Linked DNA regions of Sus scrofa: region 1 is linked to region 2. A link is a contact called in public Hi-C data. All regions are on one chromosome and are shown on one strand. Each heading gives the region's core, a stretch centred on a gene start, on an enhancer-like site or on the middle of the called end of the contact. The rest is flanking DNA. Distances are from core to core; before and after follow the strand shown. Region 1 overlaps UBE2O ((E3-independent) E2 ubiquitin-conjugating enzyme). Region 2 holds the start of RHBDF2 (inactive rhomboid protein 2).

The links. Hi-C and Micro-C count contacts between places; a contact is called where the count stands out from the background.
Region 1: a contact with region 2 is called in a Hi-C map of alveolar macrophages, with 1.9 times the contacts expected there. The contact joins the enhancer-like site here to the promoter of RHBDF2 in region 2. A contact is called at or near these places in 4 of 47 Hi-C or Micro-C datasets (alveolar macrophages, blood, liver and 1 more) and 1 of 2 datasets of contacts at active chromatin or transcription factors (alveolar macrophages).

What each region holds. Positions count from the first base shown.
Region 1 is chr12:5,104,193-5,109,131 of Sscrofa11.1, reverse strand. It overlaps UBE2O ((E3-independent) E2 ubiquitin-conjugating enzyme), which reads right to left. Exons shown (of 18, transcript XM_021066587.1): 7 at 4,811-4,920; 8 at 4,614-4,689; 9 at 3,844-4,319; 10 at 3,314-3,468; 11 at 2,974-3,086; 12 at 2,754-2,882; 13 at 2,021-2,110; 14 at 118-814. Among named protein-coding and RNA genes, the nearest start is that of SPHK1, 16 kb to the left of the region's middle. Within about 2 kb of position 2,676, at least 1 of the 83 cell types and tissues checked has an H3K27ac peak or open chromatin away from gene starts, as enhancers often do. A contact at or near this core is called in alveolar macrophages, where this site is marked.
Region 2 is chr12:5,005,398-5,010,206 of Sscrofa11.1, reverse strand. It overlaps RHBDF2 (inactive rhomboid protein 2), which reads right to left and starts at 1,673. Exons shown (of 19, transcript XM_021066584.1): 1 at 1,654-1,673.

The sequences.
Region 1 (4,939 bases), core at 1,427-3,926, 98 kb before region 2:
GGGGGGGGACACACCCACAGGCTCGCCACGCAGCCCTCCTGTGCCCTCACCCGGGACGTGGTGCCCCGCCCCGGCCACCCGGCCTCCGGATCTGTAATGCGAACGGGGCGAACTCACAGGGCGCGAACTCCAGCACCGAGAAGACCTCGCCCTTGGCGCTGGTGAAGGTGACCCCGGGCTTGCCGCCGCACTGCTGGCAGAGCACGGGCGTCTCGCTGGGCCACTCGGCCTTCACGGGCGACTGCCCCTCGGGCTTCTCCTCCTTGCGCTCCGCGTCCGGCGCCGCCTCCATCTTCTCCTCCTCCGCGATGGCCACGTTGTCCAGGGTCTTCTTGAGGTTCTCCTGCAGCTTCTTGATGTCATCCAGAAACTTCTTCTCCCGCGTGGGCTTCTCGGGCTCCACTGTGGGGGAGGTGGGCGAGCCCGTCAGGAGCTGCTCCACGGTCATGTTCTTGAGGCTCTCCAGGATCTTGATGGCCTCCTTCAGCTCGCGGAAGCTCTTCGGGGGCCCGTCCTTGCCAGCCTTCTCCATCAGCCCGGCCACAGGGGCGGCCATGGCCACGGCCCCCTGGATGGCGGCCGTGGCGGCCTCCTCGCTGATCACCACACCCTTGTCCTCCTCGGGGGCTGCCGGCGGCTCGGTGGCTGGGAGGGGGGGCTCCTCTATCTTGGGGTGCTCGTCCTCCACCAGCCCATTGTCCGTCTCCCAGCTGTCACTGTCGTCCTCCCACTCATCCGAGGATGCCCCGCTGGTGCTGCCTTCGACCGAGTCATAGTCTGACTCCTCGATCTCGGACTCGATGTTGTACAGGTGCTGGGGGAAGAGGGGCGCTCTGCTGGGGACCCCGGCCCTCGGCAGCCCCTCGGCCCTTCCTCCCTTTCCTGCCCTGGCTCTGTAGTTGGGCCTCTGTGCCAGGTGGTCTCTAGGCCCCGGGAGGCACCTCCGCTGCCCGGCCCCGCCCAGGACCCGAGGCCCAGCCGACAGTCTAGTCTGGCCTCCTGGCCACCAAGTGCACTCACTCTGCTGGGCTGTGTCGCATCCTGTTCCCATCCCCGGAATGGCCTCCTGGATGAGGGGTGCGCCATTCCCCCCGCCCCCCCATGCCAGCACCGGGAGGGGTGAGCCGGGGTGTGAGGATCAGCTCCGACGAGGGGCAAAGAAACGGCGCCGAACAGTCCCGCCGCGCAGGACCCATCTGCGCCCTTCCCTGGTCTGTGAACGCACTCCTCGAGGTGCTGGTGGGAAGGCTCTGCTCCCTATAGGAAGCAACCTGTTTCCTTTCTTTCTTTTTAGGGCCACGCCTGCAGCATACGGAGGTTCCCAGGCTAGGGGTCGAATCCTGCACCACAGCCATGGCCATGTGGGATCCGAGCCGCGTCTGTGATCTACACCACAGCTCACGGCAACGCCGGATCCGTAAGCCACTGAGCGAGGCCAGGGATGGAACCCGCAACCTCATGGTTCCTAGTCGGATTCGCTTCTGCTGCGCTATGATGGGAACTCCTCCAAGCACCCTGTGTTTTTGTTTTGTCTTGTTTTTAAATGGCTGCACCTGCGGCATATAGCTGTTCCCGGGTCAGGGACAGAATCTGTGCCGCAGCTGCCGACGACGCCGCAGCTGCAGCAACGCCAGATCCTTTAAACTCACTGCACCGGGCTGGGGATTGTTGCTACACCTCCGCAGTGACCTGCACCACTGCAGTCAGGTGCTTAACGCGCTGTGCCACAGGGGGAACTCTGCAACCTGCGTTTTCTTAGCACAGTGAGACGGGGATCAAGGCAGGGCCGAGAGCTTTGTGAAAATCTACACACACCTGGCAACCCAGGGAGCCCGCCAGGTGGGCTGAGACTGACGGGCCAGCTGAGGGCTGCCCTCCGTTCTCCTCCCTCACCCTGCACTCTTCCCTTCAAGCTTCCCCGAGACCCCCTACCCAAAAGAAGACAGCCCAGCCAGGCAGGCCCGCGACTCTCCCCACCCCCGCCCAGCGGCCCAGCTGCCAGTTTCGAGCAGGGCCTTACCTGCGGCAGGATGATGGTCTTGGAGTTGTCAGCCCACACCACCTCCACCTTGCTGCTGACGTCCACGCGGGCCACCTGGCCGACCGACGGCTGCAGGGCAAATGGGACCGGGTCAAAGGTGCAGCTCTCCGAGGGTGGGGGCAGGGGCCAGGCCAAGAGAACAGAGGGATGTGGGTGGTCGCCAGAGGCCCCGTGAGGAAGTGGGGCATGGGACCCTCTGGCTGAAACAGCCCCACTGCCGGCTGTCCCGAGCCCCCACTCACTCCCTTCCTGTTCTCGGCATCCTGGTCTCTCCGGGTTTCCAGACATCCCCATGATGGGGTTCCAGGGGTTCGGACTTTGGTTCCCCTGCTTCTGCCTGACCCCACCTAGTGTCCCACTTCTTCTCCAGGGCCCAGCTCAGAGGCCACCTCTGCAGGCCTCTCCTGTGCTCACTCACTTCGGACAGGAGCGGGGCTTCCCTAATAGCTAACTTCTGGAGCTCAGGGAGCAGCTAAGTGAACGAGGTCTGATCCTGGCAGGCTGGGGAGTCCTCGTGCAGGTGGTCAGGCCGAGGGGCAGCCCCACCTGGGATGGCCACTCTCCTGGGGAAGGTGCTAGGGACAGGCCGCCCAGAGGACTCACAGGCCTGGGCTCCTGACGCCCCCTGGTGGCACCATCAGGTAGTGCAGCTGCCACCCGGGCCAGTGAGGAGGAGTCCGGGCTGGAACCCGAGGGCGAGCGGCGGGCGTACCTCATCCTCCTTGTGAGGTGCTCCATCCTCCGTGTTGCCAATTCGGATGACGATGTCGGTTGTGCGGAACCGAAAGTCAGGGTGGTCAGCGATGTCGTAGACGCTCACGTCTTCCTCTTCCCCGATCAGCTGGGTCGGGACGGACGGCGGTGAGCCCGGGGCCCCACCCGCGGCCCACCAGAGCCCACCCTGACGGAGCGCAGGGGCGGCACACACGCACCTCCACGTCGTCTCCGCTCGGCCGCAGCTTGAACCACTTGACCATGCAGGTGCGGCCCACGTGGTCCCCGGACTGCACCACGCCATAGACAGCGGGATCCGGGCAGCTCTGGACTGGGGACCCAGAGGAGGGGACACGCCTCGTTCAGGTGCCCTGGTGGCGCCATGGGCACCCCCCCAACTCCAGTCGACCACGGCAGGGCGTGCAACCCACTGGTTCCCTGGCTGGGCCACTGGAGGCCAGGGAGGCTCTCCCGTCTTCACGAGAGCGCGCCTTCTGCGGGGCAGCCTCCCTGACCCCAGACCTCTGGCCCTTCCTCCCAGGCTCTGCCTGGCCCTACCTCGCTTGTCCACCACGAAGTCCCCGGGGCAGAACTCGTTGTTGTCCAGGTGGTGCACGGGGAAGAGGTCGTTGGAGCGGATGCTGCACTCCACAGAGCCGTCCTGCCACATCACGTCCGCCGAGGTCATTGTGGTCACCACCTCCACCGCCACCCTGCAGCGCGGGCCCAGTGAGCCGGGCCACCGGGACGCCTCCCAGAGGAAAGGACAGGAACCCTCGCTCCCCACCGCCCCGCCCTGTGGGCTTGGTGAGGCTCCTGACCCCAGGCAGGAGGGAAGAAAACCAGCCAGCGGAGGCTCACCTGCCGTGCCTCCGCCCTGCGTCTCCTCCAGGACCGGCCCCCGGCCCATCTGCCCCACTGCCAGGTCTCGCCTTTCCACCCCGCCAGCCCCAGGCACCTAAGCCGCCTTGCCTGGGCACCCCGAGCCCTTACAGAGGTTGCAGACCACATGCGCACCCGCGGGCATGGGCGCCGGGGCCAGTCTCCGGCTGGACGCTCTGCAGGGACGGAGGGAGCCCCGAGCTTACCTGTCCCCTGGCTTGAAGTCGCGAGTGATTTTATTCTTCTTCCGCTTGTGCTTCCGCTTTAGGTTCTTGATAGACAAGGGTATGCTCTTTTTGCGACTTGCGCCACTGCCACTCTGGGAGGAGGTGGTGGAGCTGGCGGAGGAGGTCACGGAGCTGGTGTCATCCGTGTCGTCGGCGGCCTCATCATCCGCGTCCTGCTCGGCTGAGTGCAGCCTGTCGTCCCCCGCTTCCTTCAGCAGGAAGGGGGGCAGCTGCTCGCCGGCCTCCTGTGCCTCCTCCGGGCCCTCGTCCTGCATCTCCTCGGGGCTGGCGGACCCGCCGGGCGTGCCCTCGGGGCTGGTGGACCCCGTCTCGCTCTTGGCTTTGGCGCCCCCCTTCTTGCCCGCCGCGTCCTCCACGGAATGGTCCCGGGGGCACGGGGTGTCCGGGGAGCACGACATGATCCTCACGACCTGCTTCTTCAAGAGGCGCTTCACCTGCGGGGCGGAGCGGGGAGGCGGCGCTGCGGAGGGCAGGGCGGCGCGGCCAGGCCCCAGGCAGCGGGGGCCGGGGGGCGACAGCTCTCCATACCTAACTGGCCTGCAAGGGTCGTCGGCACTGCCCCCCAAGGCCCAGAGCACAGACCTTCCCGGCCGTGGGAATGGCTCAGGGCCAGCTCCTCACACGCCCGCCACACCCCAGCCCCGAGGACATACCTTCTTGGCCATAGAGCCCTCCCCCTGGGCGCAGTGTTTTTCTGGACATTCACAGGCAATCCTGGCCGGCTCTACCTTGGCTGGGAAGACATAAAGACAGCGCTCCCCCAGCTGCCGCTGAGCATGGTCAAAGCATCCGAGACGCTTCACCCTGCAAGCGGGAAGACGCGGGGGCTGGGTCACGGCGCTCTCGGCCCCCCACACTGGGGCCTGCAGCCCGCAGCCTTGCTCAGGGGACGCCGCGGGGCGGGTGGCCTGCTGGAGCCGCTCACCTGCCTAGGTTTTCCTGGGTGATGACAGAGGGCGGGGGGCTGACGCTGTCTGTGCCCCCTGGGCAGAAGCTCTTGGTAATCCACGTCACCTTCAGCTCCACCACCTGCACCTGGGGACGGTGGGCGGGA
Region 2 (4,809 bases), core at 424-2,923:
ATCTCTGGTGACCCATGGCCCACGAACCCCTTAGGCGCCTCGTCCCAGCCGAGCACAAGAAGCCAGCACACCCGGTCCAGCGGCCCCTTGAAGTCCAGCCCTGGCCTCTGGCCCCAGGCTTGGCCCACGTGGGGCCCGAGAACTCCGCAGGCCGGCCCCCTCGCCGCCGCGCACCGCCGCCCCAAGGCGTGCTCCGGCGCAATCCCGCGGCCCCTCTGGCACCGGCCGCCCGGCTGCCGCGAGCCCGGCCCCGCCCGCTGCCCCGCGCTCACCTCCCTGCGGCCCCAAGTCCCCAGGACGCAGCTCCGAGCGGCGCCGGCCAGCGGCTGGGCGGTGGCTCCTGGGGGCGGGGCCCCGGCGCTCCGCCTCTTCCCTACCTGCGCGGGGCGGCGGGGGAGGGGGCGGGGCGGGGGCGGGGCCTGGGGCGGGGCCTGGTGCCGGGGGGCGGGGCGGGGCGGGCCGGCCCGGGCCGGGTCCGCGCTGGACGCCAGTGTCCTGCTCTGCGGTTCCTGGGGCAGCGGTGCCCAGCGACGGATCCAGTGGTGTCTCAGCCCGGGCAGAGCCCTATTTTCCGCTGGAGCTCGTCTTCCGGGCGCCATCCTCTCCTCCCCCGACAAAGAGAAAAATCTAGGTCCGAAGTGCCACGATCACGTCAACCCTCTAGAAAAACCACTCCAGTAACAGCCATCTCCCATACCCTCCCTCCAGCGCCTTCATCCTTAGGTCAAACAAGCCTGTTCCCCCGGACCTTTTAGCCCTCACCCTTTCCTTGAAACACATTTGGAAGGTCTCGCCTGTGAGTCCTGTTGCAGCTTCTGCCTCCAGGAAGCCTTCTCTCATCTCTGCCCCTGCCCGCGACTCTCCGTTACCGCCAACGCGCCCTCCTCCGCATCCTCCCGAGGCGGAGGCGCCTTCCAAGGCTGAGGACGGGTCTTACTCAACTTCCCCTGCCCCCACCCTCCCTCGGCATTAAGTCCAGAGCTGGTGCCAATGACAGAAGCGTGCCTAGGGTTTGCCGCTGGGAGAAGCTCTGGCTGGGTGCCTGGGTGGACGGCGGGGTCTCTAGACGAGTCACAGGAATCTTCTTTAGGGCAGACTCAGTAAAACACCCGCGCTGCCTCTGCTCCAATGACGCAGAACCTTCCTGATGGGGCAGAATCTTGGTTCGCATGGATTCCTGCCACGGACGCAGAGGAAAGATGTCAAGATCTGGAGATTCCGGAGTTCCCCGTTGTGGCTTAGCGGGTTAAGAACCCGACTAGTATCCATGAGGATGCAGTTCTATCCCTGGCCTTGCTCAGTGGGTTAAGGATCCAGCGTTGCCCCAAGCTGCAGGAAAAGTCCCAGATGCAGCTCCCATCCAGTGTTGCTGTGGCTGTGGCGTAGGTCTGCAGCTGCAGCTCCAATTCGACGCCTAGCCTGAAAACTTCCCTAGTCTGTAAAAATAAAAACTAAAATAAAATAGAGGTAGGAGTTTCCACTGTGGGGCAGTGGGTTAAGGATCAGGTGTTGCCGCAGCTGTAGTGGGGGGTTGCAGCTGTGGCTGGTATGGGAACCCTGGCTGGGGAACTTCCATATGCCTCCAGCGTGGCTGAAAAAGGAAAAAAAAAAAAACATGGGGCTTTTGTAAGAAGCCCCTTAGAGGGTACTCACTTCTAATTGTTAGCAGCTGCCGTTGAAACTCAGACTGCTCTTACTGTTATCACAGGAGGTCCCCAATGTCTCCTCCAAGCCAGTCTCTATTTGCTCTCAGCCCAGAGAAGCTCTGCTCTGACTCTTGATCTCCCTCCTCTGCTGCAATTTCTCCCCTAGCTCTGCTGCTTCCCTGGGGTGGGGGCAGGCACAGTCCACTTGGCCCCACCCCTGCAGAGTCCCTCAAGCAGCTGCCCTGCAGCCTGAGCCAAAAATTCCTGCACCTCCCCGCTCCCAGAGGCAAGTGCAGACCCATCTACTCTGACGCACTGGGTAGCTGTGGCCCGGGCTGACCCCTGCTGGTGCCAGGATTGCTCAGGGTCTGACTACCTCCAGGGGCAGGGGGCACCCATCTCCCTCCTTGGAGGCCAAGGACCCGCCTAGCCTCCCCCTTCAGACTAGATGAACTAAACGATTGTGTGGGTGGGTGTGTTGGGGGCGGGATCCGGGCTGAGCTCCCAAGGCCAGATGTCCCTTTCTCAGCCCTGGGCCGGCTCTTATCATCTCGCCTTCCCCCTGGAGCAGGCCTCGCCAGCCTGGAGGACCAGAGGTTGATGTGATACTCAAGCCTCCGGGGAGAGGGGCAAGGTCTGGAAGCCTGGGGACAGGAATCTGGCCATGGTGTTGGTCTCAGGGTGGGTCCAGACCTTGATCCTTTGCAGAGCTCCTGAGGAACCCCCCCAGCACCCCTGTTATCACTAACCTGGACAGGGGTGGGGGGTGGGGTGAGAGGGCAGGTAGGGGTGGGGGTGGGGAGTAAAGAGAAGGAAGATCAGCCAGAGAAAGGCTTTGGGGAGTGGAGGGTGGGCCGAAGCTGGAGGATCCCTCGGCAGGAGCACAAGCGGGGACCACGTATCTGGCACCCACAGCATCCAAATCTTGGGAAGCTGCGGGGTACAGAGAAGACCAGAGCCCCACGAGGAGAGCCGGTGTTCTGCCGGGGAGATGAAGCACTCAAGGAACAATGACAGGAAGGGCAGCAAGCCGTCCCGAATCCTTCCCCTGACCCCTGTGGTCTAACACGTTATCTAGCACACGCCACCCTTGAGACAGCTCCAGAAGTGGTACCCTTTCTATCACCTCCATTGCAGGGCTGAGACAGAGGAGGCAGAGAGAGAGAGAGAGGTCGAGCAGCTGGACTTAACTCAGTCACCATCCGACGGTAGACTCTGGCGAGTGGTCCTGCAGGAGCCCCCAGGAGGAGTGGAGGGATTCCAGGTGGCGGCCGATGTCATGGATTTGTCCCATCAGAAACAGGGCACGCTGGGGAGTTCCCTTTGTGACTCAGCAGTTAACAAACCTGACTAGGATCCATAAGGATGCGGGTTCGACCCCGGCCTCGATCCCTGGATTCAGGATCCAGCGTTGCTGTGAGCTGTGGGGTAGGTGGCAGATGGGGCCCAGGTCTGGTGTGGCTGTGGCTGTGGGGTAGTCCGGCAGCTGTAGCCCTGATGCGACCCCTAGCCTGGGAACCTCCATAGGCCGCGGGTGCGGCCCTAAAAAGACAAAAAAAAAAAAAAAAAGAAAGAAACAGGGCACGCTGCCCAGCGTGCAGGTGCTGGGCTGCTTATCACAGGCTTGGCTGCAACAGCAAGCACCTGTCCAGCCGGCAGGCAGGGCATTAAACAGAGCAGGGGATAATCTGCAGTCATGTCACTCAGCTGTGAACAGTGGGGAGCTCACTCGCTCTCTGCTGATTTGGATACAGCCTAGATGCGTTAAGTGTCAAGGAGCAAGAGGCACGTTTAGTGTAACTGCATTTACCTACAGTTAAAGGGTCATTATATATATAAATGCTGGTAGAGCCACAGAAACCTCTCTGGAAGTATGTTTGTGGAGTGAGCACGAAGAGAGCACGAAGAGGGGAAAAACGGACTTGCTTTTCATTTCATGCCATGGGCCTGCATTATTTTTATAATTCACACACACACACCCAGTCTAAAGTTTATTTATTTATTTATTTTTTTTTTTTGTCTTTTGTCGTTGTTGTTGTTGCTATTTCTTGGGCCGCTCCCGCGGCATATGGAGGTTCCCAGGCTAGGGGTTGAATCGGAGCTGTAGCCACCGGCCTACGCCAGAGCCCCAGCAACTCGGGATCCGAGCCGCGTCTGCAACGTACACCACAGCTCACGGCAACGCCAGATCGTTAACCCAGTGAGCAAGGGCAGGGACCAAACCCGCAACCTCATGGTTCCTAGTCGGATTCGTTAACCACTGAGCCACGACGGGAACTCCTAAAGTTTATTTTTATTTATCTTTTGTCTTTTGTCTTTTCAGGGCCACACTGCGGTATAGGGAGGTTCCCAGGCTAGGGGTCCAATTGGAGCCATTGCTGCTGGCCTACACCACAGCCACAGCAACACCAGATCCGAGCTGCGTCTGTGACCTACACCACAGCTCAGGGCAACACTGGATCCTTAACCTGCTGAGCGAGGCCAGGGATTGAACCCGAAACCTCATGGTTCCTAGTCGGATTCGCTTCTGCGGCACCAGGACAGGAACTCCTAATGTTTATTTTTAAATGGGCCTAAAAGTGGAGTGAGGATCTTGACAGGTAGGAAGGAGGAGTTTTAGGTGGAAAGAACAAGAAGGCACAGGAGTGAGGAATTCTGGTTATGGGCAGGGAAACCTCTGGTCCCACGTTTGGCTGTATCACAGGAAGTGTTGGGAGGGTGATGGGTGGTGACAAGCCTGGGAAGGCAGGTGGGTGTGAGGCTCTGATGGATCAAGATAAGGTGTTTTTGTTTAATCTTACAAGTAATGGAGAGTTGGGGGTTTTTTGTTTCATTTTGTTTTTGTTTTTTTTGTTTTTTGTTTTTTTGCCTTTTTAGGGCTGCCTGTGTGGCATATATTAGTTCCCAGGCTAGGGGTTGAATCGGAGCTGCAGCTGTTGGCCTGCACCACAGCCACAGCAACTTGAGATCTGAGCCGTGTTTGTGACCTACACCACAGCTCACAGCAATACCAGATCCTTCACCCACTGACTGAGGCCAGGGATGGAACCCACATCCTCATGGATCCTAGTCGGGTTCATTTCCGCTGAGCCACAGCGGGAACTCCTCCCCCCCCCCTTTTTTTTAAATGAAGGAGAAAAGAATAGCTTTATTGGAGTTCCTG